Regions from separate parts of the Sus scrofa genome. Here all the other regions are linked to region 5. The links are chromatin contacts, called in public HiChIP or PLAC-seq maps. All regions are on one chromosome and are shown on one strand. Each heading gives the region's core, a stretch centred on a gene start, on an enhancer-like site or on the middle of the called end of the contact. The rest is flanking DNA. Distances are from core to core; before and after follow the strand shown.

The links. HiChIP or PLAC-seq counts read pairs in DNA pulled down with a chosen protein or histone mark.
Region 1: a contact with region 5 is called in an H3K27ac HiChIP or PLAC-seq map of skeletal muscle. The contact joins two enhancer-like sites. A contact is called at or near these places in 2 of 2 datasets of contacts at active chromatin or transcription factors (alveolar macrophages and skeletal muscle).
Region 2: an H3K27ac HiChIP or PLAC-seq map of skeletal muscle shows a contact between it and region 5. The contact joins two enhancer-like sites. A contact is called at or near these places in 1 of 5 promoter capture datasets (skeletal muscle), 1 of 47 Hi-C or Micro-C datasets (retroperitoneal adipose tissue) and 2 of 2 datasets of contacts at active chromatin or transcription factors (alveolar macrophages and skeletal muscle).
Region 3: a contact with region 5 is called in an H3K27ac HiChIP or PLAC-seq map of skeletal muscle. The contact joins two enhancer-like sites. A contact is called at or near these places in 1 of 5 promoter capture datasets (fetal skeletal muscle), 2 of 47 Hi-C or Micro-C datasets (both in skeletal muscle) and 2 of 2 datasets of contacts at active chromatin or transcription factors (alveolar macrophages and skeletal muscle).
Region 4: an H3K27ac HiChIP or PLAC-seq map of skeletal muscle shows a contact between it and region 5. The contact joins two enhancer-like sites. A contact is called at or near these places in 1 of 5 promoter capture datasets (liver), 2 of 47 Hi-C or Micro-C datasets (heart right ventricle and skeletal muscle) and 2 of 2 datasets of contacts at active chromatin or transcription factors (alveolar macrophages and skeletal muscle).

The regions. Positions count from the first base shown.
Region 1 is chr7:112,274,311-112,277,683 of Sscrofa11.1, forward strand. All of the region lies in intron 19 of TTC7B (tetratricopeptide repeat protein 7B), which reads right to left. Among named protein-coding and RNA genes, the nearest start is that of CALM1, 120 kb to the left of the region's middle. Within about 2 kb of position 2,036, at least 33 of the 83 cell types and tissues checked have an H3K27ac peak or open chromatin away from gene starts, as enhancers often do. A contact at or near this core is called in skeletal muscle, where this site is marked.
Region 2 is chr7:112,358,706-112,362,308 of Sscrofa11.1, forward strand. It overlaps TTC7B (tetratricopeptide repeat protein 7B), which reads right to left. Exons shown (of 20, transcript XM_021099609.1): 15 at 3,040-3,200. Among named protein-coding and RNA genes, the nearest start is that of TTC7B, 160 kb to the right of the region's middle. Within about 2 kb of position 2,211, at least 27 of the 83 cell types and tissues checked have an H3K27ac peak or open chromatin away from gene starts, as enhancers often do. A contact at or near this core is called in skeletal muscle, where this site is marked.
Region 3 is chr7:112,309,311-112,312,691 of Sscrofa11.1, forward strand. All of the region lies in intron 18 of TTC7B (tetratricopeptide repeat protein 7B), which reads right to left. Among named protein-coding and RNA genes, the nearest start is that of CALM1, 150 kb to the left of the region's middle. Within about 2 kb of position 1,426, at least 1 of the 83 cell types and tissues checked has an H3K27ac peak or open chromatin away from gene starts, as enhancers often do. A contact at or near this core is called in skeletal muscle, where this site is marked.
Region 4 is chr7:112,391,883-112,395,321 of Sscrofa11.1, forward strand. TTC7B (tetratricopeptide repeat protein 7B) reads right to left here. Exons shown (of 20, transcript XM_021099609.1): 9 at 2,681-2,818. Among named protein-coding and RNA genes, the nearest start is that of TTC7B, 130 kb to the right of the region's middle. Within about 2 kb of position 1,904, at least 8 of the 83 cell types and tissues checked have an H3K27ac peak or open chromatin away from gene starts, as enhancers often do. A contact at or near this core is called in liver and skeletal muscle, where this site is marked.
Region 5 is chr7:112,145,057-112,148,715 of Sscrofa11.1, forward strand. No RefSeq gene overlaps it. Among named protein-coding and RNA genes, the nearest start is that of CALM1, 14 kb to the right of the region's middle. Within about 2 kb of position 1,630, at least 83 of the 83 cell types and tissues checked have an H3K27ac peak or open chromatin away from gene starts, as enhancers often do. A contact at or near this core is called in liver and skeletal muscle, where this site is marked.

The DNA of each region.
Region 1 (3,373 bases), core at 786-3,285, 130 kb after region 5:
ACGTCCATCTCCCCTCGGGGCGCTGCCCCCACTCCCGCCCTCCTTCACAGAAAACCCCACCGCTTGACACCCTGGCCTCCCAACCTCAGAGGTCAGGTGGGAAGAATGGAGGCCACTTTCCCAGGACCTGAGGGCTACTGAGCTCCCCGCTCCTCTCTTCCAGGGGAGGTTATCAGCTTGCGCTCATTCTAGAAATTCCAATTTAGCCAACAGAGATATGAAAGTAGGGAGGGGGGTCGGGGTAACAGCAGCAAATGTTAGCATTTAAAGGTTACGGGAGCCCCGTCGTGTTCTTTCAAGACAAGCCTTTCTCAGTCCATGAAATTACTGAATACAGGAGCTCCTACTGTGGCACAATGGGATCAGTGGCATCTAGAGAACCCTGGGACACAGGTTTGATCCCTGGCCCAGTACAGTGGGTTAGGGATCTGGTGTTGCAGCAGCTTCGGCTTAGGTCACAGCTACGGCTTGTAATTCCATATGCTGCAGGGCAGGCAAAAAAAGAGAAAAAAAGTCACTGAATACACACATCTTTTTTGAGTGGCTCTAGCAGGCAGGGAGACACAGACTGTGTGTTTGGCCAAGGGTGATGGGGACAAGCCACCAGGCAAGCCAGCAAGAGGCGTGGAGATGGGGAATATAACAGGTCTCACTGGCTCTGCCGCTCTGCTCCACTCTGTTCCTTCCCCAACACAGTGTGGTTTCCCCATCGGGCACCATGCGAGGCACTTGTCCTTGGCTCCTCTCACAACACCACTGCTTTAGATAGAAGGAGACAGGTTCTGAAAGGCCAAGTGCCCTGCCCAAGGTCACAGGGCGCATGAGTATGGAGCTGCAGGCCAGCCTAGCTCTGCCCGAGGCCAAAGCCCCTCCTCCCCACTGTGGCTTCTCACCTGCTCGCTGCTGCCTCTGTCGCTTTAAGACACAAGCCCGGTGCCCCTCAGGCACTAACCCAATTACATTTGAGCTAAAACAAACGGGCACCTGCCAGGCTGTCTCTCCCTTCCATTTCCCCCAACGCTGATGGCTGGCTCTGGTGCTCCTTCCTCCGGTTATGAATGGGGAGGTGGCTTCTCTCCAGGGCACAGCTTGTTGGAAGCATCCTGTATCGTCCCTCAAGGACTGGGAGGCTCCTTACCTCTCTTGGGTGGCCCATGGGCTGGCTGTGATCTTTTTTTTTTTAATGGCCGCACCTTTGGCACATGGAAGTTCCTGGGCCATGGATCGAATCCAAGCCACAGCTGTGGCGATGCTGGATTTTTTAATCCACTGCACAGAACCGGGGATTGAACCCATGCGTCTGTAGCGACCTGAGCCACTGCAGCCGGATTCTTAACCCACTGAACTACAGCGGGAACTCCCTGGTTGTGATCTTGAGGCTTGGAATGATTATTGCAGACACCAAAGGACTGGGGAGGGGATCTTATTAGCCAGAAAGTAGACCAACAAGGTGTGGAGGCTGAGGAGGCCCAGGGCCTGGGCTCAGCAAGGCCTGGAGGTCACTGTTCTCAGAAGCAATGACCTGTTTCCACCCTGCTGGAGTGGGAACAAGGACACCAGTTCTTTTGCTGGGAGTTTTGTTTAGAAAACGGCAGGCTGCTGAGTCTACCCTATCGGGGGGTGGTGGGGGGGCCCAAGCCAGGATACATGGTAGGGGCAAGCGCACCCCATAAAACGCCTGCAGGAACCAGCCACTGGGCTAACCTGAGCCATCGCCCTCAGCGCTGGGCAGCGGGGAGTCTCTGCGATTCTCTAGAGTTCTAGGGTTCTTGTGGGCTTGGAAATTTCCAGCCCATCCCTGGACTCAGATTCTGAACATAGGAACAGGCTACCATTTCCAGATGACCTTGAAGCTTCCTGAGCAATCTGTTTAGTGGAATTAATTCCTAAAGCTGGAGCAGCTCGGAGAGACATCTCAGACTTGCCAGGGGCTGCCAGCTCAGGCTTGGCAAGGGAATGAAAAATTGGCCTCTGCCCAGTGCCCCAGTGAGCCAAGAGCAGCTCAGAAATCAGCCGCACAGTGAGACCAACCAGAACCAGCTCCAGCTGGGGTCTGAGTCATTGCTTGGTGCCTGCATTGCTGGTGGGTTGGCCAGAGGTAGGCTGGGGCCTGGCCGGCAGGACCGACTACCTCCCAAGCCCCTCTACGTTGTGAGGCTGTCCCTGGCTTTGATGTGCTCTTATGAGCTAGAACTTTGATGCCCTTTTCATTCTTCAGGCCCTGCTTCCTCTCTTGTCCAGAGATCAAAGGCTTAACTCCTGTTCTCTCCACCAGCTGGTTCCAGCATTCTCCCTGTACAGACCTCGTGGTTCGTCCAGGCTGACTGGTCACCCCAGGTATTTCTGCAGCATGCAGCCTCCCAGCCCCTTCCACATCCCAACCTGAGTCAGGCCCAGCCTGGTCCCACCTGCTGGAGCTCTAGCCCATTCCCCCAAAGCCCCGAGCATCCCCATTCCACCCCCAAAGCCCAGGCCATACCACCACCCCCTAGGCAGCACTACCCAGAGGCACACAGCTCCCACCTCCAGCCCTCAAGCTGGCAGGAGATTTTGATGACTAACATATTTCATTACCATGATAACCTGTCCCCTCTCCTCTCCCCTGCCAGACCCCAGCCACGTGTGGGGACACAGATGTGGGCAAGAAGCAGTCCTGTTCTCAAAGCTCGGGGTCGACCCTAGCAAGCTGGGTGCCAGGCACTGGGCTAGGCCTTGGCCGCCAAGATTCCACTTGACTCTCACTCGCCTCTGCGCGTCAGGGTGACAGCGGATAACGCTGGCACCTGCCTACAACACCCCCACAGGGTGTAAGTGGCAGAGCCGAGGCGTGATCGCTGCAGTCCATGCCCCTAGCCCCAGGCCCTCTCTCCTTCTCTTGGAGATGCTGTGCAAACAGGCCTCGCCTCTGCCAGCCCTGCTGCTTCTGGAGCCGCCGGCAGAGAGGACCAGCTGGGCTGGGCTTCCGAGGAGATGGAACTGCTGAGGGGGTAACTCATTAGTCCCTTTCTTCAGACACAAATGAAGACAGCTTCCCAGGCTTGTAATTATTGTAATCAGGTGTTTTGTACAAATAAGATCTTGGTGATGCACCAAATTGGAAATAAGGGATTAAATTAAACCTGTTCTTTCAAACGAAACAAAATGGACTTGGCTAGTTTGAGGACAATTAGCAACTTCCTTATTCATGTTTGTGTGTGTGTGTGTGTGTAAATTGCTGCCCAAGGACTAAACACCTTGCCACATGCTGAGGGCGTCTGGGCAGAGGCCCGTACAGGCCCCAGGGCTCAGGGCAGACTTCCTGCTGCAGCTCTGGCTCTGGGAAGCACCTGTGTCTATGTTCCCAGGAGACCAATAGCAGGCCTGCAGGACCAAA
Region 2 (3,603 bases), core at 961-3,460, 210 kb after region 5:
GGTTCCCACGCTAGGGGTCTAATCAGAGCTGTTGCTGCCGACCTACACCGCAGCCACAGCAATGCCAGAACCTTAACCCACTGAGTGAGGCCAGGGATCTAACCCATGACCTCATGGTTCCCAGTTGGATTCGTTTCTGCTGAGCCACAACGGGAACTCCTATTATTTCCCTTTTTTGACTGTACCCAAGGCATTTGGAAGTTCCTGGACCAGGGTACAGAATCCAGGCTACATCTGTTAGCTCCGCCACAGCTGCGGCAACACCAGATCCTTAACCCTCTGTGCTGGGCCAGGGATCGAACAGGCAACGCCACAGAGAGGAGCTGGATCATTAACCCACTGCACCACAGCAGGAACTCCTGTTAGTTGTATTATTATCTTTTTTTTTTTTTTTTTTTAAGGGCCCCACCTGCAACATGTGGAAGTTCCCAGGCTAGGGGTGGAGTCAGAGCTACAGCCGCAGTAACACGGGATCCGAGCTGCATCTGCGACCTACACCACAGCTCAGGGCAACGGCTGGATCCTTAACTCACTGACTGGGGCCAGGGATCATGGATACCAGTCAGGTTCATTACTGCTGAGCTACAACAGGAACTCCTATATTATTATCTTATATAGATTTAATAAATAGTATTTTGCTTCTACTCAACATTTTAAAATTTTAAAGCATTCTAAAACATCACATTTGAAGACACTGTATTAGCAGTAGTGATAAAATATGAATTCCTCTCTACCATGGAGAACCACGCACAAATGCCTTCAAAGTGCTTGCGAGGACAGCTGAACGCCCTTGGAGGAGCAGCTGGTCTAGCCAGTGTTTACCCATCCTTACTGTCGCCATGAGATAAGTTGGTGGTTAAGTATCTTGAATAAACTTAACAGGGACCAAAAAATTCTGTACTTCTCTGCATCAGGCTCGGAGGCCGGTTAAGTGAGCTCTCCGTTCAACAGTTGGGCAGGCCTGACCCTCACAGTGGGACGGGCTCTCACCTCCATCCAGCAGAGGCTGACGAGCCACCTACCACAGACGCAGCCCGTGGGAGGTTAATGGCCACTCAGACTCGAGAAACACGAGGCCATCCCAGGCTTCCTCTGCTGGAGACAGGCTTGTCACAAACAAACAGATAATGCTACATGGCAGTTGGGACAAGTGCCCACGTCATCTTGTTTAGGTTGGTGTTGAAATGTTTGACCTAGGTTGGGGGGAAAGAAAAAAAAAAAAAAAAAAAAAAAAAAACCATGGGATCCACTGAATACATCTGGCCCCAACTTTTAATAAAGGGTTCTTGGGAAGAAGTTTCCCATCACAAAGGAAAAAATACAAATATTTAAAAAGCAAACAAGTCATCCACTGCTCTCAGCCCTGCTGCCATATGCTTGGCTTTTTTGAGCTTACAGCTTAACATTAAAATAACAGGCTTGCATTCCTCAAATATCTCTACTGCTGTTCCTTAGTTCTACTACTTGAAAAGGCTGTCAGCTGCTGTCACTTGGAGGCATTACCATATTAGCCACCACTGTTTACTGCTTACTGTGCGGTGTGGCTATTAGTTTAATAAGCCTCCTCTCGGATGACACCCCAGGCTGTCTTTGCAGGAGCCACACACTGGAGTCTAATGTCTCACAGCTAAGGAAGGTGCTGGGGAGGGACGGCTAATTTATAAATGTTGGTGAGAGACACCGAATGCAATTGCATCAGGCTGTGCTTTACGACTGATGGGTAAAGGCCTGGGTATTTTTTTAAGTGCTTGCACCCTCTAAGGTTCCACGGACTAGACAGCTTTGGATAAAATCCAGAAATGTACTCGGTGTGCAAAAGAGCAGGTTTGAGATCGGCAAGAAGTGAAACACTGCAGCAAAGCTCTTTAATTCACTCTGCATAAATAGCTGAACCTACAAAAGAACTCTCTAGTCAGAGGTTTCCTGGATTATAATGAGAATTTTCTCGACGGGGACAGGAGAAGTGCCCTTTTCACTTGAAGACAAAGCAATGTTTGTAATGGAAATGTGTGAACCAATTTTCCAAGGGGAGCTGCTGAAACACACTGATTAAAACCACAGTGAGGTGATGAGGCAGAGAAATAAAGCCAAGGCCGATCCACTTCAAATTTGCGACTGCATTATTTCTGAAAGTGAAGAGAGCCAGCCTTCCCTTCTCCCCCGGCCCCCGCCCACTGCTGACCCTGCCACTTAGACAATTAGAACCTGCCAGCCTGCGCGACTGTTTACTGTTTCTGGCCGCTGGTTACTAAGCTACTCCACTGAGGATAAAATGGGAACCGTGTCGCCCAAAAGACAATGTCCTTCTCAACAGAGCCTAACCAGCGGGCCTGGATTCAGGGATTCAGAGGGAAGAGGTGGAGATAAGCAGACAATTCCATCACATGGCAGTTTGTAAGGACAACTCTTGGATTACTTGCAGACACTGTTGACGGACTGAAGGAATTCCACTTCTTAGAGAATAAAACGAAGATACAGAGAGGTCAGGTATCCTTGTCAAAGTTGCCTAAAATATACTAATCACCTGGAACTAATGAGCGTCCTTGGCAACGTAGGGCAAAGAAGCTGTAAAGCAACGTTTCCCAAATTTCAGTCTTTGGAGTTTGCTCCATACAGCTTCTGCCACCTCCACGTATATTAATATGTTCCTTTAAATTGAATTTAAAACAGCTCATTTAAAAATTCTTAAGAGTCTCCCTCTGGGCAACAATTCTATGAAATCACACTTTGCTGTGCAGCTGTATTTTTTTCTCATGAACCTTTTAAAATGCCTATCAATATAAAAATGTTCACCATAATCCATTTAAAATCATCGGGTGTGCCCCAAAGGTATACATGGGGGAAGAACGGAGAGAATTTCAGTTTAGGAAGGTTGACCTGACAGATGACGTTCGTGTCTAAACATCACGAGAAAGCAAGAGGGAGGGGAATTCTGTACTGTTTGCCGCTGGGGTGTCCCGTGAAGGGCTTAGACAGGCTGAAGAGAAGGCACGGGAAAGAAGTAAATGTAACACCTTCCATCTACGGGACAAGACTTACATAAAGTTTTCTGGGTATTCACTCAGGGCCATGTCAATGATGTTCAGGGCGTCATGGTAATGCTTCTGTGCTGAGAGCAGGAGGGCAAGGAGGTGCAGGGAGTTGGCATCGTCGCCTTGAAGTTGAAGGGCTTGGCGGACGTATCCCAGAGCCTCGGGTATCTGGTTTAAAACAAAACCGAAAAGACTTGTTACGCACACACACACACACACACACACACACACACACGAAGCCACCACTTGAGCACCTGACGCTCTGTCACTATCAGGAGCTGCTTCCCTTTCTGCCGCATGTGAAGCTGTCTTTCTGACAGTCCCGAGATGTGAACCACAGATGTGGAAACAGAGGCCTCCTTCAAGTGACAGTGTGACGAATGAAGTGACACAAGAGACTCTTGTTTCCCAGGAGAACAGCCCATACCAAATCCCTTGTTTCTCCCTAAACAAACGGTTTCTCTCTTTCCACAAAACTGATTTACTTTTCATTATGCCCGAGATAACTTCATTCTAAATGGAGACACATAACAAATTGCCAGAAGTTTTTAGCGAAGTTAAACAGTCTTAG
Region 3 (3,381 bases), core at 176-2,675, 160 kb after region 5:
ATCCATCCATCTATCCATCCATGTATCATCTATCCATCCATGTATCATTTATCTATCTATCAATCTATGTATCTATCTATCTATCTATCCATCCATCTATCTTTTTAGGGCCGCACTGCAGCATATGGAGGTTCCCAGGCTAGGGGTCAGATTGGAGCTGCAGCTGCTGGCTTATGCCACAGCCACAGCCACGCCAGATCCAAGTCACATCTGTGACCTACACCACAGCTCACGGCAACGCTGGATCCTTAACCCATGGAGTGAGGCCAAGGATGGAACCCGCATCCTCATGGATCCTAGTCGAGATCATTACCGCTGAGCCAGGACTGGAACTCCGAAGACCTTTCTTTTAATAGACAGTAGATGCTACCTGCTTAACCCTCTCTGAGCATTGTCCTGTGGGACTGTCACAACTGTCACTGTTTTGCAGAGAAGAAGACTAGGGCTCGAGGGAGTAGGTACCACTGCTAGACCATGTAGGACCAGGACCTCCACGGGTCCGAGTCCTCGATCATCGCACCGGGCAGGCTCCTTTGTAAACCCCCTTGGCCCTGGTTTCCTCCTGCCTTGCTGCCCACTTCCTTCCTGATCCTTTGGCTTTTCCTCTCCTCCCTAAATTTTAAATGTTGGGGGCTCAGGTTTGGGTCCTGGCCCTTTCTCTCCTCCGTCAATAGTCTCTTCCTAGGCCTTCTCATCACAGCCCTGGGCTTTAACTCCTACTCCCAACTTATGTTTCGAGCCGAAATCTCAAGTGTAGACTTGAATATCCAGCCACCGACCTGACACCTTCACTTGCATGTCCCCAGGCACCCGACACACTCAAATTAAAAAAAAAAAGGGCTCAAATAGGGTTCGAACAGGACTCTGGTTTCTCTTGCTCCCTGAGCCCTGCCCATCCATTTCCCCCGCCCCATGGCAGAACGTGGAATCATCAGTCACCCGCCGACTCCAGCCCCAACACAGGGCTCCTTTGCCTTCACCCCCACGTCTAATCTATCAGCAGGTCCCATCAGTTCTACCTGGAAAATGCATCTCAGGTTTCCCTTCTCTCCAGCCTCTTGATGCCACTTCAGACCAGCTGTTCCCCTTGGTCACGCAGACCCGTGGTCCTGACCCACCCTTTCCACTGTGCTGCCTCCCACTCCGCGCCCCACACTCAGCGGGTGGGATCTTAGAAACCTCCCTCTGGGCCTTTCACCCCCTGCTGGACATCCTTCCACAGCTTTTCAGTGTGTTTAGGAAGAGATCTTGACCTGGTCACCAGGGCTGGCTCTTCCCACCTCACCTTGGCCATGCAAGTCTTCCTATTTTGGCTTCAGGCCCTGTGGCCTCTAACGCTCAGAGCTCACGCGGTCTGCAGGCCTGCCCGCAGGCGTCCTGCACCTGCCAGTGCTCAGGTCTCGGCTGGCCTCGGCTGGGGAAGATCTCTATTCCCAGTGCTGGCAGAGCCCGCACTACCCCCCCAGCCAGGGCACTCGGCTCTTGGCGCGGGGGGAATCAAGTGCTTCTGCAATTGTTCCGTTTCTCATCTCAAACTCCATGAAGGCTGAGCCTGTGTCTGTCTTCTGACCAGGGCACTCCAGAGCCTCGCCCCGAAGGCAGCACAAACGCCGATGTGCACAGATTCTGTGCGCATGGGGCTCAGTGCCTGCCCTGGGCAGGGGCTGGGGTTCTGGGGCCACACTGACTGGGTTTGAATTCTCGCTTCTCCACTGATTAACCATGTAACCCCAGGTGACTTGAGAGCTATTGTCTTAGTCTCTTTGTTGGTAAAATGGGGGTGATGAAGAGTATTTCGGCCTTGGGTGCCTATTACAAGGATGAACCAAGTTAAAACAAAGAAAGTCCTTGGAATAACGTCTGACACATGCACAGTGCCTGGTAAACGTTAGCTTCCTGCACACTGTAGACAGGAATCCAAACCCCTGGGGCCGTAGAAGGGGCAGATCTGGCGGGACTGACCCATGGAGATTGGCACTGCGTCAGGGCGGGCCTGCCCCCTGGGTACTGCGTGTTCCCTCCCGCAGGCACTCCCTGTGCAGTGACCCTCACGCCACCTGTCCAGGAGCTGTCTTCATCTCGTCATGGTGGCCATGCTACAGGATTACGCTTCAACCCAGCTTCCCAGGGGCTGGGAGAAGCCTGGTGGCGGGGGGAGGTGAACTGGCCGGGTCGAGCCAGGGCCAAGGAATGCATGTGTGGATCACAGCTTTACATTCCCAGCAGAAATCAGAAAATCTGATCTTGCACATCTAAGAATAGCCGCTGGTTTCAACTGTGAGAGGTGCCAAAGTGAAAGCTATAATTATTAGTAAGTAACAAGCAGAAATTATCCACCTACTGCAAAGTCATTTTTAGCTGCCATCCCAAAGTGGAGATTGAAGGATGGGCACTAAGAAGCCACTTGGCCTGGGGAAGACTCTGGTTCCAGTCTGACTGACTGGGAAGTGTGACTCTGCAGTGGCCAGCGATAAGGTGCGCATGCTCAAGAAGGGGGTAGATGTTTCCTAGGGAGCTTGGTGTCAAGTGCAACAAACATAAGATGCTTGGCTTCAACTCTCCCGACCCCTGCCCCAATGAGATGGAAGAGGTGCTGGCTTCGGTCTAGTCCGATTTCCCTTCTGCCAAATGGAGTAAAACAACTCTTCCGACTTTCTTTATAAGACGGTGCTTATACAAATGGCACTGGGAGATACATGGAACTTTTAGGAAAAGAGACCACAAAAGTGTGTAGTTGCTGTCTAAATATCAGGGGATGCCCAGCTGCTATGAAGAGAGGACTGATAAATGTAAAAATAAAAATTGCTTGGCAAAAAAAAAAAAATAGAATAACAATAAATAACCACAACAACCCCCCACAACACAAACAAAATTAAAATGGGGGCAAATAGTTCTAGCACATATGACACAAGGCAAATTTCTTGACACGTGATAAATGCTTACAAATCAAAGAAAAGCCCAATATCTAAGCAGATACATGGGCAGAGGCCATGAGCAGAGACCTGAAATACCGTTTCTACCTATCAGATTGGTGAAGATCTAGAAGTTGATGATTCACTGCGTTATAAAGGATGTGAGAAATCGGGAATTCACATCTCGTTGACCAGAATGCAAAGTGGCACGATTCGGTGGAAGGCAATGTGACATTTCTTAAAATGAAAGTGTCTCCACTCTTTGGTCCATCACTTCCAGTTTTAGGAGTCTACTTACAGATGCAGAACCATCTATAGAGGCTACTTATTGACTCATTGTTTGTAACAGCAAAACACTAGAAATAACCTAATGTTACTCAATGGGCTACTGGTTGAATTATGGTAAATTCACACAATGGCTTTACCCTCAGATGTGCCGACACGTCCAGGGGGAAACAGTGGTCACTCG
Region 4 (3,439 bases), core at 654-3,153, 250 kb after region 5:
TCCTTCGAGCGTCATGAAAATGTTTTGGAATTAGACAGAGGTGATGGTTGCACAATAGCGTGAATGTACTAAATGCCTCTGAACGGTACATTTTAAAATGCTTAAGTTTATGTTATATAAACTTACCTTAATTTAAAAAAAAATCCAGTTAGACTTTTAACCTCGTATCCTCAGAAAAATGGAAGGACAGATGAGAAGAGAAAAAGAAAGTCCCAGCAAATGAGGAAGCAGGACGCTTATAGGTAAGATGTGGCCTGAGACCAAGGCGGGGTGGGGGTGGAGGACCCAGCTCAGCCAAGGGTGGACCACGCCCCCACCTCCAAAGGCGGACTGGCCCCTGAAACACCACTGTGCACTTTTTCCTTCCTCCCACACAGCCCTAGATCTGAGACAATTTGGCCACCAAATGTTTGCTCCATCGGCAAAACTAAGGAGAAGCAGCAAGAAAGGCTAAGGCCAAGGATTCAAATCCTTCATTAGCAGATGCAGACCCTGCAGAGCTAGTGGAGCCCCCTAGCGTCAGCCACCCCAGACGGTGACCACCTGCTGCCTGGCTGCCTCCCCCTGAACTGGGAGCCTCCCATGGGCAGGGACCGAGCCTGGCTCACGGCTGCATCCCTGCCTTCTCACAGCCCCTGCTACAGAACCTGGGACTGCAGACCTACGTGTTAAAAAAATGAATGTCACCCATTTCATATATTTTTGACCCATTGATTCGTTTTTTGGGGGGAGGGCCGCGCCTGTGTCATTTGGAAGTTCCCAGGCTCGGGGCTGAATCAGAGCTGCATCTGCTGGCCTACACCACAGCCACAGCCATGCAGGATCTGAGTTGCGTCTGCGAGCTACACCACAGCTCATGGCAACACCAGATCCTTAACCCAGTGAGCAAGGCAAGGGATTGAACCTGCATCCTCATGGATATAGCTAGGTTCCTTTCTGCTGAGGCACAATGGGAACTCCATTGATTCATATATTTAATAAATAAAATACAGATATGGCACAAAATTCAGAAGGCTCCCAGGTTTATACAGTGATAAACTGCCCTTTCTCCCACATTCTACCCCAGCACCTCCAAGGCAACCCCCGGCACTGTTCCCACCACTGACAAAGTGATAAGTGCAGTGAAATTCTGAAATGCAAAGCCTGCAGCAACCAACCCGACTGCCCAGTGACGCTGGTGTCAGGTCGTCAGCACGAGATGAAGCTACATGTGATGTCAAGGTGAAAGTCATCTGGCCGAAAACAAGGTTCTAGGATTCCGTGATGGGCGGAGGCGCCTGCCAGGGAGCCGCCAGCTTGCAGGGGAATGCCGCTAGGATGACAGCCGTCCCCCTAGAGTCTCCCCCGGCATGACCGGAAGCCTGTGGGCAGCCTGTCCACCACGTCAGCCACCCCAGGCTCCTCACACCTGTTTTGGACACAGGCAAGTTTCAGGCCAGGGGCAGGTTCTATCCATACGCGATGGGAAGAAAGTACACATGCAAACCGTACTTAGCCTTGGACTCTCAGAGCTGTTAAGTGGTTTGTCTGGGAGGGAAAGTTTACTTAAAAGAACCCAACTGTGGGCTGGGTGGTACTTTCCCTACAGATGGGCTCCTGGACAGGAACTAAGCCTGCAGGGAGCAGAGGATCCCAGGACATCAAAGCCGCTGGGGCGGGGAAGCATCGGGGGCCAATCCCCAGCCTGGGAGAGTCCCAGGGGGGCGCGGCATGTGTGACCCGAACATCTGGACTTGTTGTTTTATCCAGCCAGATTGTGAGGGGATTTTTTGGAAGACTGAGTAACCACTGCCCTGTAGAGTCACCAAACCAAAGACTAAAAAAAGATCCATGCCACTCAGGCTCATCTGTTCTCCCAGGCTCCTGCCTAATGTGGCGACACACCGGCAGGCAACAGGGTGAGCCGGGCGCTTATCTGATTTCAGCCAATCTGTTACTGTATTTCATTCCCTGTCCTCATGCCCAGAGGCTGTTGCAATGTGTGTAAATTTAGAAAAAGAAAGATAAATAACACGGAAAAGTTCATTTTGACAAAAAGGACTTGTTTTTCTTTCCTTCCCTCTTTTTACTCCACTAAGGAAAAGATAAAATGATCTTGTTACTGGTTTAGCCTCTACCAGGGTGGCTTTGGTATTCTGGGCAGCAACTCAATACTGCACGACCACAGCCTTCTGAAACTGTAAAACAGTCAGGCTTTCTTAGTAGCTGAGGGAAGGAGATGGCAGGGCCTGGCTGGGGTCTCTTCTGAGCAAGCAAGACTACGGGAAGATGGTACTAGCTCATCCAGTATTCACGGCACCTGACGTCGCCACTGCACCAGGAGTTACGCATTGCTCCTTTCAATAAAATGAGGTCTGTTTGACAAGGAAATAAGTATCACAGATGGAAGATTTGCATTATGGTGGAGATCACACGGCTTGAGAAATGCTTGCCTTCTCTCACACAGACTCACCCCCAGAGGGTTCACGGACCATTGGTAGGACGTGACCATTGGTGAATTCCACCACCTCATCATTGAGCCCAATTCCCATTCTGCAGAGAAGGAAACTAAAGCTGAATGACGGCTCAAGGCTGCGGGTGACAGGGGTTGAGGGCAAGGCCAGGTCCCCCATCTCTTTCCAGCGTTTACACCACCACCACCACCCACTGCCTGGAAGTCGATCCGACTCAAGGGCTGTACCTCTGACAGCATCTCATACTGGCCTCTTCTTCCAAGAGCAATGGTCAGTAAATCATAGACCACAGATGCACTCTGTAAACTGATGAGGCGATCGCTCTTGTGCTCAGGTATCCGGCTCAGCACAGCGTCCCGGTTGGCCTGAAAACAACACGGAAGAGAGAAGCAGATGGTGAGCCGGCCTGTGCACACAGCTACCACTTTGTGTAGGGAAGCCACCTGGGCCCTCTTGCCCCTGAGGGCCCGCCCGAGGGTCTGGAGCCACGGGCATGAATGAGTAAGGGGTTGTTTGCTCCAAGTCCCCAGAGCACCACAGCACATGGTACCTGGCGTTATCCAGACACGGCCAGCCTGGAGGGTACTTGTCCCTGGTGGCAGGCTAAGAGCTGATGCAAAGCAGCGCGGTTTCTCTTGGGCTCAGGTTTACAGTCAGTCATGCTGCAGACACAGCCGCGCTCTGGGGCAGCAAAATCGTCCATCAAGGAGGCCCTGCTGCCTCTCATGTGTACATCCCGCCTCTGCTCTATATTAAAGAGCAGGACAGCGTCCCCAGGCCCACACTTCCCGTCAATGAATGGTCCCATCAAGTTCCATCAGTGCTACCTCCATATACCTTACTTCTGTCTCGCCAGAGCCACATTCAAATCCCTGTGTGATGGCTTCGCTGGAACAGACTACAAAGTCTGACTCAGTCTCGTTTACGGAAGCACAACACAGAGGTGTAAGAGAAAGCAAGAAGCAGATTTTTGTTTTAAAAGATGT
Region 5 (3,659 bases), core at 380-2,879:
TATTAATACTATGCCTTCCCTAAGGGGAAAACAAACAAAACAAACAAAAAAAAAACCCTAAGCCATTCAAAGTTTATTTTGGATCTGAGTTTGTCCATCTGTTCCCCTCACAAAGCAGAAAATCCTGAAGGAAAATCTTCCTCTCACAAGGTCAGATAGTTATGGGCCCTCAATAAATGCTTTAGTAACTGATTATCACTATGTCAGTCGTTCTACAATTTCCACAGACCTGGCACATTCTCATCTCCTGCAATCTTCACAAGGACTGTGAGACAGATTTAATTCTCTTCATGTTACAGAAGAAACCAAGGCTCCAGAAGATTTAGTCCTTTGCTCTACCTCACCGCAGCAAGCAAAGTGGCCAACTCCCAGCACTGCAGCTGCCAAAGAACACTGAATTACTGGGTGTTCCAGAGAGGCACGAGTGGTTGTTGCTATACGGAGATTATGCAAAGCTGCAATTGTCTTTTGCAACGTCCCTGAACTCAGTGCTCTGGCATCATACTGAGACACAGTAAAAGGGAGCGTTAGTTTTAGGCAGGAGGCACTCTAAGGTAAAGTGATGCTTTGCCTACGGGAAAACGCATGAGACAGTGATTAAATGTTCAAAATCAGTGCCATTAGCTAAGACTAGCAACAACTTACAAATAAAATTGTCTGGTAAATGGTACCACACCACGCTCCCACATGGCAGCACCTAATCAGAAAACCTATACAAAGCTGTGGCTGCACCTGCCATATTCGTCAATAGAAGAGTCAGTACAGACCCACGTGTGCCTGTAAAGATCAATCCAGGAATCTTGGACGGGGAAGGGAACTGCGAAAGCCAGGATACACGAACCCGGGTCGTCAATTACTAAGGCTTCACACAAGGGAGAGGCCTGGCTGCGCTGGGTTTATTGGCCCTATAATTCACTACCTCTCCCTGTGGCCATAGCAACACCCACACCAAGGCAGCTCCAGAATTCACCTTTGGATAGCCACGCTCCACCGAATTTGCACCTACGCAGCTCAAATAAAACCATCAGACATCATCTCCCGAAAACAAGACAACCATGGCTTATTTCCACTCCCCCAGCTCTAATTCACCCAGGAAACACATATATTTTTTTTTTCTTTCACTCATATATACGGAAGGTAACCCTGAACAACCATCACTTTTGGAACAGTAAAACATAATATGAGGACCCCCCCCTTCTCAGAGGGGGGTGAACATCGGAGATGAAAGCGGGATCCACACCCAAACACACGACGAGTCGCCTAAAATGGCAACTAAACTGACAGGATCAAAATAATTTCAGCCAACGTCTGCTATCATGTCTGTCTAGCAAGCTCCGCTTGGCCCCTGCAGGCCACTGTCTCCGGAGCCGAGAAAGTTCCCTAGGCGGTTGTGGGATTTACAGCTCTGAAAAACAAAAACCGCATTCCCTGCAGGCGGGACCGCGCACAGCGCGAGCAACAACCATGACGTATTCGGAGGAGCTTTCCAGAACTGCCTTCCAGCCCGAGCAAAAGCCCAGGAAGCCAACCTCCCCTTTGCTTCTAGAAATGGAGAGGAGTCAAATCACCCTCCCTGCGCCCGCCGACAGAACGCAGACCCAGCGGTTTTCGGGAAGCGCCGCCTAAACCTCCTGTCAGACCCCCTCCTTCCTGGGTGGCCACTCTGCCCTGAGCCGCGAGCCCTCGAATCCTACCCCACCACCTCCCTGGGACCTGAGCAAAAACGAAACAACCCACCACCATAGAAAAAGGGAACAGAAACCCCCAGCAAAACTTCTGTCGCAGAGCCTATTTCCACTGTCCCCAAAAGCTCCACGAAAAACCCCCTGCGTCCCAGCCGTCCGCGGTGCCTCTAGTAAAGATGGCGGCCATAGGCGGAGCCGCTCCCTCCCGAAAGCAGCCTGCTGACCCTCCTCCAGCCACGGCCATTCACGCGGGGTCCTCCACGCCCACCGCGGCTTGACGCATTGCAGGTGCGGAGCGGCCAATCAGGCGTCTCGACTCTTTCCGGCCAACGACTGCAGGGTCGCGCTGGCCAATCAGAGCGCCCTTGTCAAACTGAAGGAGGAAAGCAGCCTCGGCAGCGCCAACTAAGCAACCGGCTCCAGAGCTGCGCGTTTGGGGCGTGTGAAAGAGGACTGCCTGTGTTCCTCCGCCGGGAGATGTAGTGCCCTCGCCCGCGCCGCGCCCCGCCCCGCCCTGCCCGCCCGCGCGTACTTGAAAGGCTTAGGCGAGAGGCGCTCAGGTTCTCTTCCCGCTGGAGCGTCGCGAGACACGGAGTTTTCCTAGAAACAAGCCTAAATCCCTTTGCCAGGCTCGTGGCCCTCCGAGGGGCGATCGGAAACCACCCTCGCCCTCCCCCCTAGCTCATTGAGGCCGCGTTCGCGTTTACGCGGCACCTTGTGTGATAATAGCAGCCACCGGAGCGATAAGAAGAAAACCTCGCCTTATCTCGAAACCCCAACTCGATCTGCCTCCGAGGCGACCCTTCCTGTTTACTACGAGCCGAGGCCCGGCCGCCCGAAAGCACCGTCGTGGGCACTTTTGTTTCAGAAGGGCCGGTTTCCATTTCCCTCCTGTGATTTCCTTATCTCGTCCCCGCGGGCTCGGGTTTTCCGCTGTGTCTGCATAGAAGGGGCCGAGGGGATGGACCAGGAGCCGGCCTGGGGGGCATGGGACGGACGAGGGTAGATTAACAGACTGTAGCCTGAGAACCGACGGTTAGCTCCTCAGTAAACCGAGGGGGCATTCTTCGGTGCCGAGGATAGGCTCTCCTAGATAGAGGAGAAGGCTTAATAAAATCACCTGTCAAACGAGCCAGATCTGGTACCACAGTCTGCATACCTCTGATCCCTCATTACACAGTGAACAGTCTGAGACCCGGGAAGATCAGTTGACACCCCTGCAGTCACATAGCAGTTGAGGAGCAGAGCACAGAATAGAATCTAGGTTGTCTGTGTCTCAAGCCAGTGTTTTTATGCTCTAGTAACACCCCATCTTCTGGAGCTGATGCTGTGAGATGGCTCAAGCATTTGGGGAACTTTGCTGTATAACTGAAGGAAGGTCTAGGAACTAAAGCAACTAAGTTTTCCCTGAACGTAATTTTCAGTGTCCTGCAGAAAAAGGAGCAGAGATGAAATGTTAGTTGGTTAATTCTCACTGCTACAAGAATCTAGCTAAGAAAATGAAACCCTGTGGATTTCTAGAACTGCCATTTTATTTAAATGTGATTTTATCCTCTCTCTGTGATTTTGGCACCATGGGGCTTGGATGATCTAATGATTTTTGTGATTAAACTAGTGTCTATTCACATCCTGATTCTCAGATTATGCTATTAATGGTTTTTCCTGAGGTTTTACAACCTGTGTAGTGATGTCTGCACTGGACCTGTATAAAGGTTGTTCTTTGATCTAAGGCTATAGTTGCCAGTTGCTGTTTATTACTGCTTCTTAAACTTTTACTCAAAGCATAGCTCAAAAAGGAGAAAAGCTGTGGTCTTCTTTCTGTAGGTGGCTGGTAATCATCCCCAAAGCTGTTTGCCAAGTGAGTGAATATCTGAACTTGCAAATGAGCAACTCACCATAAAAATACCTCCCCAAAGAAATAATACATCATATTTCTTTTGCAGTGGGTATGGTATAGGAAATATGTACCATGAC